Regions from separate parts of the Bicyclus anynana genome. Here region 1 is linked to region 2. The links are chromatin contacts, called in public Hi-C maps. All regions are on one chromosome and are shown on one strand. Each heading gives the region's core, a stretch centred on a gene start, on an enhancer-like site or on the middle of the called end of the contact. The rest is flanking DNA. Distances are from core to core; before and after follow the strand shown.

Region 1 (6,385 bases), core at 1,090-3,589, 170 kb after region 2:
GCGGTAATTCTGTGGGCTTGTAACGTATCTAATACTTAGTACCTATAAAATCTGTGCCTATCAGATAGGTATGTGCATCATATAAACCTTTCGTTTAGAAAAGTTTTTAAATATTTCTTACACTATTTGTATAAAATGATAGTGGATACGTACTTACTGCAGTCTAAACCTTACCTCATTAGGTTTAGGTTACTAATATATTATTACTAACACAGTCACTAATTGTTTATAATTTGCATGACATTGCCTGCATGTGTTGTGGTCTGTAGGTGATGTCTTTGGTCGTAGAGAACAACTAATCCAACTTAACGATCAATTTTATAGCAGCTCGTGTAGCCGACCTCTGTTTACACCGAATTGTAACATAATCGTAGAAACGATGTACTATGAACGATTGCTTTTTTGTATTTGACGGTATAAGCAAATGGCCCAACTTTTTTAGCTGGTAAGCAACAGCTATTAATTAACAGCTAATTATTGACAGTTACCTAGATACCTACTTGAAAAACAATTCCCCGATTTCTTACGTCAAACCTTGTTATTTCTTTTTTTTATTCTGTGACAAGTTTGCCCTTGACTGGGTCACTGGGTGGGACTGGTCAAGGCGAGGTCCAAGTGTTATTGGAGACGAAATGTGACACTTTTTATTTACTCTGTTCTTCTAGCTTTTGGGTTCGTCTATAGCAATGCTTCTGCACTTGTCAGAAAAGGGTTGACATCAGAAGCGGATTTAAAGAACAAAACAATTTTATTGAATGATAACCTATCAGGTTTAACAATTACCACTATGAATGTTACCAATAAACCGTCGAGTGGCAAACTAACCTCGAGAGAAGACCCGAACTTGTGACCGATGGACGGTGGGTTAAACACTTTCAAAACTAGCCTAACTAACACTCGCCATTCATCCATTCAACCGTCCAAATAAATTTCCATCAGTTCCATCCACTCGCCATTTCCACTCAAGTAATTCTCACCGCTTATCCCAAAATAATCCATGAAGGATTATCCAACAAAAGGTTTGGACGGATCGAACGCCACGACAATAATGAACTAGACGCTTATATATAAATATAGCCAGCACCTCGGCCTCCCACTACTCCCCACCTAACTCACGGGACACTTCCTACTATCGGGCTAATGACTCACTCCCGCCGACACGTGACGCTTGTCCAAATTTCCTGGTACCTAATGCTGCTACGGCCTTTATATGGATCGTACCTACATAATCACAGAGAAAAATGTGTCCATTTATTTTGGGAAGTTTCCGTTTTCTTTGTCTTATGATGACAGACTATAAACTAAGGTTTATTTCGCTAAAAAAAGTTTTTTTTTAGTTTTACACACCAAGGCGTCGTCAAACAACAAAATAAGAAGAAATTTCTATAAAACGGTGTAACATACAGCCTACTATAACAGCGTTGGCAAACTACGACACAAGATCCTTTTAAATTAAATTCAACTTTATTTCGTAAACATAAAGTCGTGTTTCCCCCACAGTCAATCTCATCAGGCGAAAAGTAATTAGCTGTATACGATTGGTAGTTTATGCGATTCGATAATACAGTAGGTTGTCGTAAAATCGAAATGTTTATTAGTTGACCGACGTATCGAGGCGACGCGTCGAATCGATTTTAAATTAATTCTGAAGTTAAGAGACTGTGTGATAGACGGCCACTGGCGAATTTTTTATAAAGGTAGGTAAAGTGTCGGACACCTTGCATGTTGTTGAGTACCTCCAACAAGTACCTACTAACTAGCATTCATGGGTAAGTAGGTAAGTACCTACTCACGTTCAGGGCAATCCAAAAAAAAAAACTTAATTAGCTCCATTATGAGTAAGTTCCTAAAATTAAGGGTAATAAGATACCTATAGGTTTCTTTATTAATTTTAATTTGTTAAAAAGTTTGCACTTAGATATAGAAAAATTTACGCTAATCGACTGGCAACTCTGATGGGGACATGAATACTCGAATATTGGTATCTAACGCTTAATAAATACTTAAGTATTAAAATATTCCTTAAGTAAGTACCTATGTATTAAAATATTCCCTTTTTATTTGAACGGTTGAAGGTCTGGAGTCTGGACCATTGAAACGTGTTATAGGTTACAAGGACTCTAAGGTTTAGGAGCCTATAGCCGGACCAACATTCAGCCAATCTAAATCAAAGAGACAAACAATACAGAATCAATTCCAAATTCAAATCAACTAAAGAAAAGGAATACTTTCAATTCAGACCACGTGTCTATTCAAAAACAGAACGCCCTAGCCCCGCCCACTATGTGACAAAAGCGACCAATAAGCAATGTCGCAAGACCGCCCGCGACACTCTCGTCCAATAGGAAACGTCACCCGCCTCCAATGACATCGGGTTGACAATGTGAAGAGGTCAACGCCTTGTTACGTGGTTGGTGAAAATGTTTTTTATAGACCCAACTCTCGCTTGATTTGTTTTTAAAGTAGGTTCTTTAATATCACAGATTAGCTGATAATGGTACTTTTATTTTATTTGTCCTGTAACTTTAATAGTTATCGAGATAAGTTTCTTTCTACTTGTAGGGATGCGATTGCAGGGCCAGCCCTCTATTTATAGGAGGATTATTTGGAGCGAATTACACTTGGAGTTTCTCTGCGTGATCGAATCAGAAAGTCACCGACATAGCTGCTGCAGTAGCAAGTGGCAATGGGTAGGCTACATAGTTCAAAGAGCCGATGGACGTTGGGGTCCCAAGGTGTTGGAATGGCGACCCCGCTCCGGGAAGCGCAGTGTTGGTCGACCCCCAGTGGACTGAGCAAGTCAAGCAGGTTGCAGGGCGCTGGATGCTGGCGGCTCAAGACCGTTCAGCTTGGAGGTCCATGCAAGAGCCCTATGTCCAGCAGAGGACGTCTATCGACTATTTGCTATAGGTAGATATAGCCATGTAGTATCAAATAGGCAAGGCACCTATACGAAACCTTACATGGAATATACCTAGGTACTTGAATAGTTAGCTAAGTATTTAGATAGATAGATCTAATAGTCTAGGCATACTAAACCTTAAATGGAAAGTACCTAAATAGTTTAGGTAAAAGATAGGCAGGCACCTACCTAAATCTGCCTTTTGTCACTTACCTAGTTACCTTACCCGTGAACCTACCTACCTACCTATACCTACTTACCTACCTAATGAAATGCTTAACCAAATTCTAATAAGATTTTGTTTTAACATGAATTAATTTCGTTTCTTATTAGATCTTTTCTATCAACTTAGGTAGATCACCAACTTGACCAGTGGCGTGCACTTCATAGATGCAAAAAAGCATTGCCTACCCTAAGGACTCAATACAAAACGATGTTTGACCACAGAATACATATACTTACTTAGTTGGACAAGGAATTTTCCAATTTTTACGTACCAATACCATACCATACATACATACCCATGCATACCCTAATTAAATTTTGTGTGCATGCATTAGTGCGTGTGTACCTACATGCGTGCGTGTAAGTGCGAGTGTTTCTGTGTGTGTGTGCCTTTCTTCCTGTCCTTTGTTACCTATATTTATAATCAGGTAAGGTATGGTCCCCTTTTCGCCCCATTCAGTTCTGTCAACGCCAGATCAATCCGAGATTGTTTCCTGACGCCATCTGGTGCCAAATTGCCAAAACATGACTTGGCGTTTGACGCCACAGTCTTATGCCGATCACAGACGGTCAAGTATTGTGCAATATCGAAATTTGATAGTGTGGTTTCGGTGGTTTAGAAGTAGGTAATACTTTTTTACGCACGCTTTACTTGGGGAGTAAGCTGGTAGGTAGGTACGTTACGAAAAATGTAATCGAGCGAGGGGAACGGATGTTGAACGGAGAGAGCTAGAGAAATTTTAATTCTGTCGTGTGGTCTAAGCCACACTCGTTTTTTTCACTGTTTTTCACCCTCTATGTAGGTACCTCGCACGCTGCAGGCAGAGCTGTGCATTTGATCGTCTGTGGCCTACGTTATGCCAGTTACACACGTTCACATTTACTATCAAGTCTAAAGCGAGCTAGTTGTTGGCAGAAGAAATATGGAAATATAGTAGAAAGAAAGAAAGAAAGAAAGAAAAGATCTTTATTTTTAAGTAATGCCACATATCACATTAACTGTCCACTCAAACAGTGGAGCACTAAAGAATTCCCTGTAATATGTGGCACAACCTAGAAAAAGGCCCCAACTAAGCATTTTGCCGCATACTTTCAATAAAAAAAGTATGCAGCACTGATTTTCAGTTAGTATGGTTATTGTTTCGATATCCAACCATATACATAAAGTTTTATACCTATCACAAATGCGATAGTAAGTTTGTCTCTCAGTTATCATTCACAGATAAACTGCTGAACCGATTTGGATAAATTTGACCTTGGAACAGAATATAATAGCCTCTTATTTCCCGAAAAAATCCATGGCTCCAGTTTGATTACAAAAAATGTAGAATTTCACGCGAAGTCGCGGGCGTCCGCTAGTTTGTTATTATTACCTACTCATATTCCTAAACATTATAAACTTGATCGTGTGTGAGCGTTATAGATGTTCTATTTGCGGAAGACGGTTTAATTATAGTGGTATGTGGTGTACAGATGTTTGTATTTGAAACTTAAGTTAACAGAAGTTAACAGAGGGGAGTTAGAACTTAAACCCACCACCTTGATCTATTTTTTTGGAAGAAAGAAAAGCTCAATCTTTCATAGCCCGACCAAGGATTCGAACCCCGGACGTCGTAATCTATAGCCGCACATCCTAACTATTGGATCACTAACCAGCTAAATGTCTGGCTATACCTAACTGTAAACTTTTTTTTATAATTCCAACTCCTTTTGTCCCTTTTTGCTGTGATACACATATTTCAAGGGCAGGAAAAAACAGCCCCGATTCAATTTCTAAACGATGACATTGCTACTTTTTTTTTAAATATCCCCAATGATTTTTATCAAGCAAAATTCAATCTTACTCCCCTACAATAAGATGTTGATTAAGAAGTGAATCAAACGGTTATGGCTTTGGGTTTTGCGATTTAAAAGCTGTCATTAAAAAAAAGTTAATATAAGGCATGTCTTCACACTGCTTGTCACTAAGCTGGCACTTATAAAATTGCATGAAATGAGCTTTTAAGAAGGCATGTTATACTACTGTAGTTGGTTTTTTGCAAGCTTTCGGAAGATTTTAAGCAATTATTACTTGGCAATACATATTTGTTCGGTCCATACAAAGTCGCGTCCAAATAGTTAGCGACCAAAAAAGTGGTCGCTAACTATTTGGACGCGAAGCAGGCCTCATAAGAAGGCTCAGAGACACACAGCGGGCGATGGAACGAGCTATGTTAGGAGTATCTCTGCGTGATCGAATCAGAAATGAGGAGATCCACAGAAGAACCAAAGTCACCGACATAGCTCAACGAGTTGCGAAGCTGAAGTGGCAATGGGCGGGGCACATAGTTCTAAGAGCCGATGGACGTTGGGGTCCCAAAGTGCTGGAATGGCGACCCCGCACTAGTAAGCGCAGTGTTGGCCGACCCCCCACCAGGTGGACTGACGACATCAAGCGAGTCGCAGGGATTCGCTGGATGCAGGTGGCTCAGTATCGTGATGTTTGGAAGTCCCTACAAAAGGCCTATGTCCTGCAATGGACGTCCATCGGTTGATATTATGAAGATGATGATGAATACATATTAAGTAGGTAGGTACATAAATGAATAACCATGACAATTTAGAAATGCAGCAATTGTTTCAGCAATTTAGACTAATTATGATAAGATAAGTACCTAATTGTAGATAAGATTTGACCTAAGGTGGAAAGCTCTTTGCTGTTCTTCCAGATGTCCGTGTAGTTTTAAGATTCAAGAAATACCTATACCTACACTTCGTCAGGGAGTTCCTTGCCCCATACTCTATCAATGTTTAGGTATCTATAGGTTTATATAAACGAAGATAGTAGTTTTCTTAGCAGACATACCTATTAGGGATTTCCTAGGAAGACTTTTTGAAAACATGGTGGTATTTTGCAACTAGGTACTGCCCATCTTTAAAGTATTGACTAATCTTCCACTTTTGACGGCCTCCGTGGCGCAGTGGTATGCGCGGTGGATTTACAAGACGGAGGTCCTGGGTTCGATCCCCGGCTGGGCCGATTGAGGTTTTTTAATTGGTCCAGGTCTGGCTGGTGGGAGGCTTTGGCCGTGGCTATTTACCACCCTACTGACAAAGACCCTACCGCCTAGTGTGGATTTTCATCCTCCTAACAAGTTAGCCCGCTTCCATCTTAGACTGCATCATTACTTACCGTCAGGATTGTAGTCAAGGGCTAACTTGTAAAGTATGAAAAAAAACAAAACCTAGTTAATACAAAAATAATGTCGTCGGGCGCGT
Region 2 (5,750 bases), core at 892-3,391:
GCAAATATTCTTTTAACTAAAATTTAAAATCTCAGAGAGCACGCTAAGGCTTTGTTTCTCGGTAATAACATTACCATTTGAATAGTCATCATCATTAGGTATATCATTATCAACCCATATTCGGCTCATTGCTGCAGCGCTGCTGAGCTCGAATCTCTTTTCAGTATGAGAGGGGTTAGGCCAATAGTCCGCCACGCTGGCCCAATACGGATTGGCAGATGTCACACACGCAGAGAATTAAGAAAATTCTCTGGTATGCACGTAACAAACAAACGAACAAAAAATCAAATTAAGTAAGGTTACATTTTTGTTAGTTTATAATGCCTCCCACTATACCTACCTGCCTATGTAGGTAGTATACTACGTAAGTAAACATTTTAGGTAGATAGGTACCTAAGTTAAGTTATGTTTACATTAAAAAAAAATCAAAACATCAAAATTCTTTTATTTCAATTAGGCTTAGTTTTCAAGCACTTTTGAAAGGTCAAGTATAGGTATGTCAAAATTTAATTTAACCTAATGGTAATAATAGACGAAAACTTAAAATTAAAGTTACGAGGGTTCCAAACGTGCCTTGGTCCGAGAAGAGCCCCCAACAAACTCAGCCAAGGTTCATAGGGTAGGTATACTTATGTATACCTACCCTATACCTTATGGTATAATACCTTATGGTATAAACCAGTATTCTATCTGAAGCTAAGTGGCAGTATCAGGAATTAGCGGCATTTGTCACCGGAGCGGATCAATAGTTCCGCGCAAGCCTGCGCCGCCCGCCCGCCCCGCCGCCCTGCGACACGGCTGAAAAACCGAGCTCAGCTTAGATCAACTGTCCACCATATTTACGAGTATCCTACTAATATTATAAACGCGAAAGTTTGTATGGATGTTTGGATGTTTGTTACTCTATAACCCCGCTACTACTGAAGCGATTTAGCTAAAATTTGGAGTGGAAATAGATTTTACTCTGGATTAATACATACTTTTTATCTCGAAAAAATCCATGGTTTCCCGAGAATTGCGACAACGGATTTTGATGATATGAATGTTTGTTACTCTTTCACGCCTCAACTACTGAACCGAATTAGCTGAAATTGGTATTAAGGTATATTATAGCCTGGATTAACACATAGGCTACTTTTTATCCCGGAAAAATCCATGGTTCCCGAGGGATTTGTGAAAAACTAAATTCCACGCGAACGAAGTTGCGGGCGTCCGCTAGTATGATATAAACCTTTTCCAAACTAATGTTAAGAAGCTTAACTAGGCTAGACGCTTTTTTAATGGTCTTAAGTTGTTCATTAACGACAATGAACAACTTCTAGATTGAAAAAATAAAAAAAAATCATAAAAAATAGAACGACTTCAAAATCAGAAACTAATAAGCGAAAAATAACATCACACGTGCTACCTTCTGATCACTTTGAAGGCGGTGCTAACACAGGGATGCATTAACTGAAGCCGTTTATATTAGAAAGTTTTACGATTTTCAGATAGTTAGTTCCCGTTATTTCAGAGACGGCTTTAATTAATATTACGTCACTGGTTTGGCGGTTAAAAATTATTATAGTTTTTTGTGAACCTAGGTAAATGAAACACAACATTATCAGCCTAATCTACAGACCTTTTGATAGAAGAGGGAATATGGAGCTTCACCCCAGCACGCCTCTACAATGCGGGTTAGCGGATTTAGGGTGATAATGTCTGACTCGTTGAGGAGCACTGTCAGATGTTATCGACAGTTAAACATGCTCTCTAAGGCACGGGTGTATCACCACCTACTTTCTAACTCCGAGTTGAAGATTTATAGGTACTGAAAAATTATTGAAAGAAAAGCTTAGTATTCTATAGTTCGACATAAAATTGGAACCCAGGACCTCAAGATCTAAAATCACATAGCCTATATAAACAGTTAGGTATAGTAATACAGTTACAAATATATCTAGGTACATATCTTAAGCTGTAACTCTCTGAAATACAAAATAAATCAGCTTCACAAAATTAAGCGTTATTAACGTGCTACCGCAGTTTCCAATGAATGACACAAGAATTTGAAATTTAAAATTAGAACACGCGTGGAGGCGTGGCCGCACCAATCGGGAATGTCACGCACTGTGACACGGTGACACTTCCGACCAATGGGAGCGCGCGGAAAGTCGGCGGTGACAATTCCAACGGACCAATGACCGCCGCCCACGATGTTTGAATTGAACTAGAATGACATTCATTGAATACGTCCGGAAAGTGGGTGTTTTCCGACGTGCGCTGAAAACTTTTGTGTAAGTTACTTTCGTAGGTATAAATGGATTACATATGCTTCCTTCTTTCTTCTATTAGTGTTTAGGTAGATACTTTGACGGTGGATTTACAAGACAGAGGTCCTGAGTTCGATTCCCGGCTAAGCCGATTGAGGTTTTCTTAATTTGGTCCAGATCTGGCTGGAGGCATCGGCCGTGGCTAGCTACCACCCTACCGGTAAAGACGTATCGCCAAGCGATTTAGCGTTCCAATATCGTGTATAGAAACTGAAAGGGGTGCGGATTTTCATCCTAATCCTATCAAGTTAGCCCGCTTCCATCTTAGATTGCGTCATCATTTCATCAGATAGATAACGGCAATCTTGTAAAAGAAATGCTCGCTAATATTTGAATTTATTTTTAGCTTATGAGAGTTCAAGCTTTGGGTAGGGCTATTATCTGAATAAGGAGTTGCACCCATGTTTTTAAGGTTAAGTACTTAGCCTTTAAATACCTAAATGAATAAGGACAACGTAGGCCCTATACTGGGCCATTAAATAATCTGATAATACCTATAGCCTAATGTGAGAGCTACCTTCATATGTATCACTCATAAATGTGACTTGTTCTGACTACGTCTAAGTAAGAGTTAGATTAAGAAAAATTTGCCTGACTGGCATTTTCAGAGATTTGTGCGTATAAACAAACATACCTAGTTACTCTTGTGCTTTATACCTAATATTAGTTTAGTACCTACCTACAGAGGTTCCCAAACTATTCTTTAGTAGACAACGTAGACCCCTATTAAGTCTCCCAATTTGGGAACCAATGGGCTAGAACATAGATATATTAATTACTCCAAATCTATTTTAGAGCGGATATTGTAAGACACAGCTATTTTTTTTTAGTATAGTAGGATGAATATCCACACCCCTTTCGGTTTCTACACGACATCGTACCGGAACGCTAAGTCGCATGTCGCTACGTTTTTGCCAGTAGGGTGGTAACTGTGAAGGAGAATGGGAATATTGGTCATATTTAGGTACAAGATATGGTAAATATTCTTTAAAAAAAACCGTAATTTCCCACCAGCCACACCTGGACCAAAAAAGAAAACTCTCAAGGACTCAATGAGCTCAGTTGGGGATCGAACCCAGGACCTCTGTCTTCAAAATCCACCGCGCATACCACTGCGCCACGGAGGTAGCCAACGGCTGCCGAATTCTGAAAATGAAAAAAAAAAAATTGGATTAAAAATTGCGTGAACATCCACAAAGCGTGCGGGCGAAAATTTATCAAATTGAGATCAATTTGACTATCTCGGCACGAGCTTCTGATGTTGATCGCGGTCAAATTGCCCAACTTCACCAACTAGCCGTCTGTCTGTCCGGCTTCCGTGTGGGAATTTGTGCGTGTCCCGTCTGATTAACCGTCTGCTGTATCGATTTGATGGGATAATGCGGATTTTTTTTAATAAAACATAGTTGTACCTAATTAGGTACATATACCTATAGAGCCGTGATAGCCCAGTGGATATGACCTCTGCCTCCGAATCCGGAGGGTGTGGGTTCGAATCCGGTCCGGGGAATGCACCTCCATTTTTTCAGTTGTGTGCATTTTAAAAAAATAAATATCACGTGTCTCAATCGGTGAAGGAAAACATCGTGAGGAAACCTGCATACTAGAGAATTATCTTAATTCTCTACGTGTGTGAAGTCTGCCAATCCGCATTGGGCCAGCGTGGTGGACTATTGGCCTAACCCCTCTCATTCTGAGAGGAGACTCGAGCTCAGCAGTGAGCCGAATATGGGTTGATGACACCTATAGTGGAGTCTTGTATTAGTTACCTCAATCTCATAGAAATGCTCAATCTACAGTAATCTGTGCTATTATTATAAAGCTGAAGAGTTTGTTTGTTAGTTAATCTCAGGAAATACTGGTCTGATTTGATAAATTCTTTCAGTGTTCGATAGCCCGTTTATCGAGAAAGGCTATATGCTATATATTATCCTCGTATTTCTACGGGAACTGGAACCATGCGGGTGAAATCGCGCAGTGTCAGCTAGTAATATTCTAAATACCTAGGTAAAGTTTTTGGTGTTTTAAGGGGTAATCTCTGGAACCTATTTTGGAAATTTTCTTACCAACTATAACCACGTTATTTGTGAGTGTCATTGACTATATTTTATCCACGCATTTTCACGGGAAAGGGAACTACGTGCAGAAAACCGCGGGGCGTCAGCTAGTATTTCATAAACTGATTAGAACTCTATTAAAAAAGAATATCAACTGGGTACCTACTTCTTACTGGCTCTTTACATTAGACCTTGCGTTCCTTACCGGTGGTTGCCTTTCCTACCTATACCTACTTATGTAGTTTAACTTGACATTCCCAAAGTGCTTGTAAATTAAGCCTGTTTGAGACAAACTAATTTTCATTTTGAACTGATATAAGCACGTCTTACAACTGGTAAGATGTGTAAACATGGCCTTATGGTAATATAGTCTAATAGAATTACCTATAGACAACATATAGTAGATGCAACTGTAGTCGCAACTGTAGTGTGAACACCAACCATTAGATGCTACTAGAAATAAACAGTCAATCTAAAAATAAAATCGAATATTTAATTTTAAAAACAAAATGACGAGACACGTAGACTCAAAAGAATGTCGAGCGAGATATTTCAGTTATTCGTCGACATTTGAATATCGAACATCAGAACTTTCTCACGCGCTGTCAAACGTCAAATGCGCAACTTCGCTACTTATGCCAAGAATTTGAATATTTTTCTTTCGAATTTCGCATTATTGGTGATTTACCTGAAATTGTACCTTGAAGCACTATTTAATATACTTAAATACATGCTAAGATTTTTCAAGTTTTTATTAGGTAACAGAGCGGAAAAATATAAGAAACTGTAAACTTTTTGATAAAATATAAATTATTTGAGCTTGATGTTGATATTAATATGTGAAATGAAGCTTTAAGCGTCAATTTTTTGTTCTACAGTTTCAAGATCTAAAGTATTATTAATGTAGTATCAATATTAATATTTTGTTTAATTAGAGTTAGACAAATTTTTAACAATAATATTTAATTCCATACCTAAGTACATAAAATAGTAATTATTTTGTACCTACCTATAATTTTTTTAGATAACTTATTTCGGTTTAAAGATTTTTATTTATCCAAAAAAGAACGAAATTTAACATTAGGTACCTACTTACTTATAAGTAGCTAGGTATTGTAACTTCTATATCTATTCTTCTCTACATTATATTTTCAAACTTCAATGATAGGTACAGCGAATTTTGAAAACAAGGAATGTATTCGTATAATAAGTAGTATAAGCCGCTCTAAAGTTTTATTAAATCTCTTTAGGGGATCTTATTTTCAATGTAATTTTCATACTTTAGTGACAGCTCGGTAGGTACCTACCTAATGTGACTGAATGTTAATAGTCCTTTGCCGTCAGCTATGTATTCCATCGATCGCGATTTGAATAAAATATT

The links. A called contact is a pair of places that touch in the nucleus more often than the background predicts.
Region 1: a contact with region 2 is called in a Hi-C map of whole larva, with 2.1 times the contacts expected there. The contact joins two enhancer-like sites. A contact is called at or near these places in 2 of 2 Hi-C or Micro-C datasets (whole body and whole larva).

What each region holds. Positions count from the first base shown.
Region 1 is chr17:12,861,427-12,867,811 of ilBicAnyn1.1, forward strand. No RefSeq gene overlaps it. Among protein-coding and RNA genes, the nearest start is that of LOC112046383, 130 kb to the left of the region's middle. Within about 2 kb of position 2,340, at least 7 of the 8 cell types and tissues checked have open chromatin away from gene starts, as enhancers often do.
Region 2 is chr17:12,692,285-12,698,034 of ilBicAnyn1.1, forward strand. No RefSeq gene overlaps it. Among protein-coding and RNA genes, the nearest start is that of LOC112046383, 39 kb to the right of the region's middle. Within about 2 kb of position 2,142, at least 7 of the 8 cell types and tissues checked have open chromatin away from gene starts, as enhancers often do.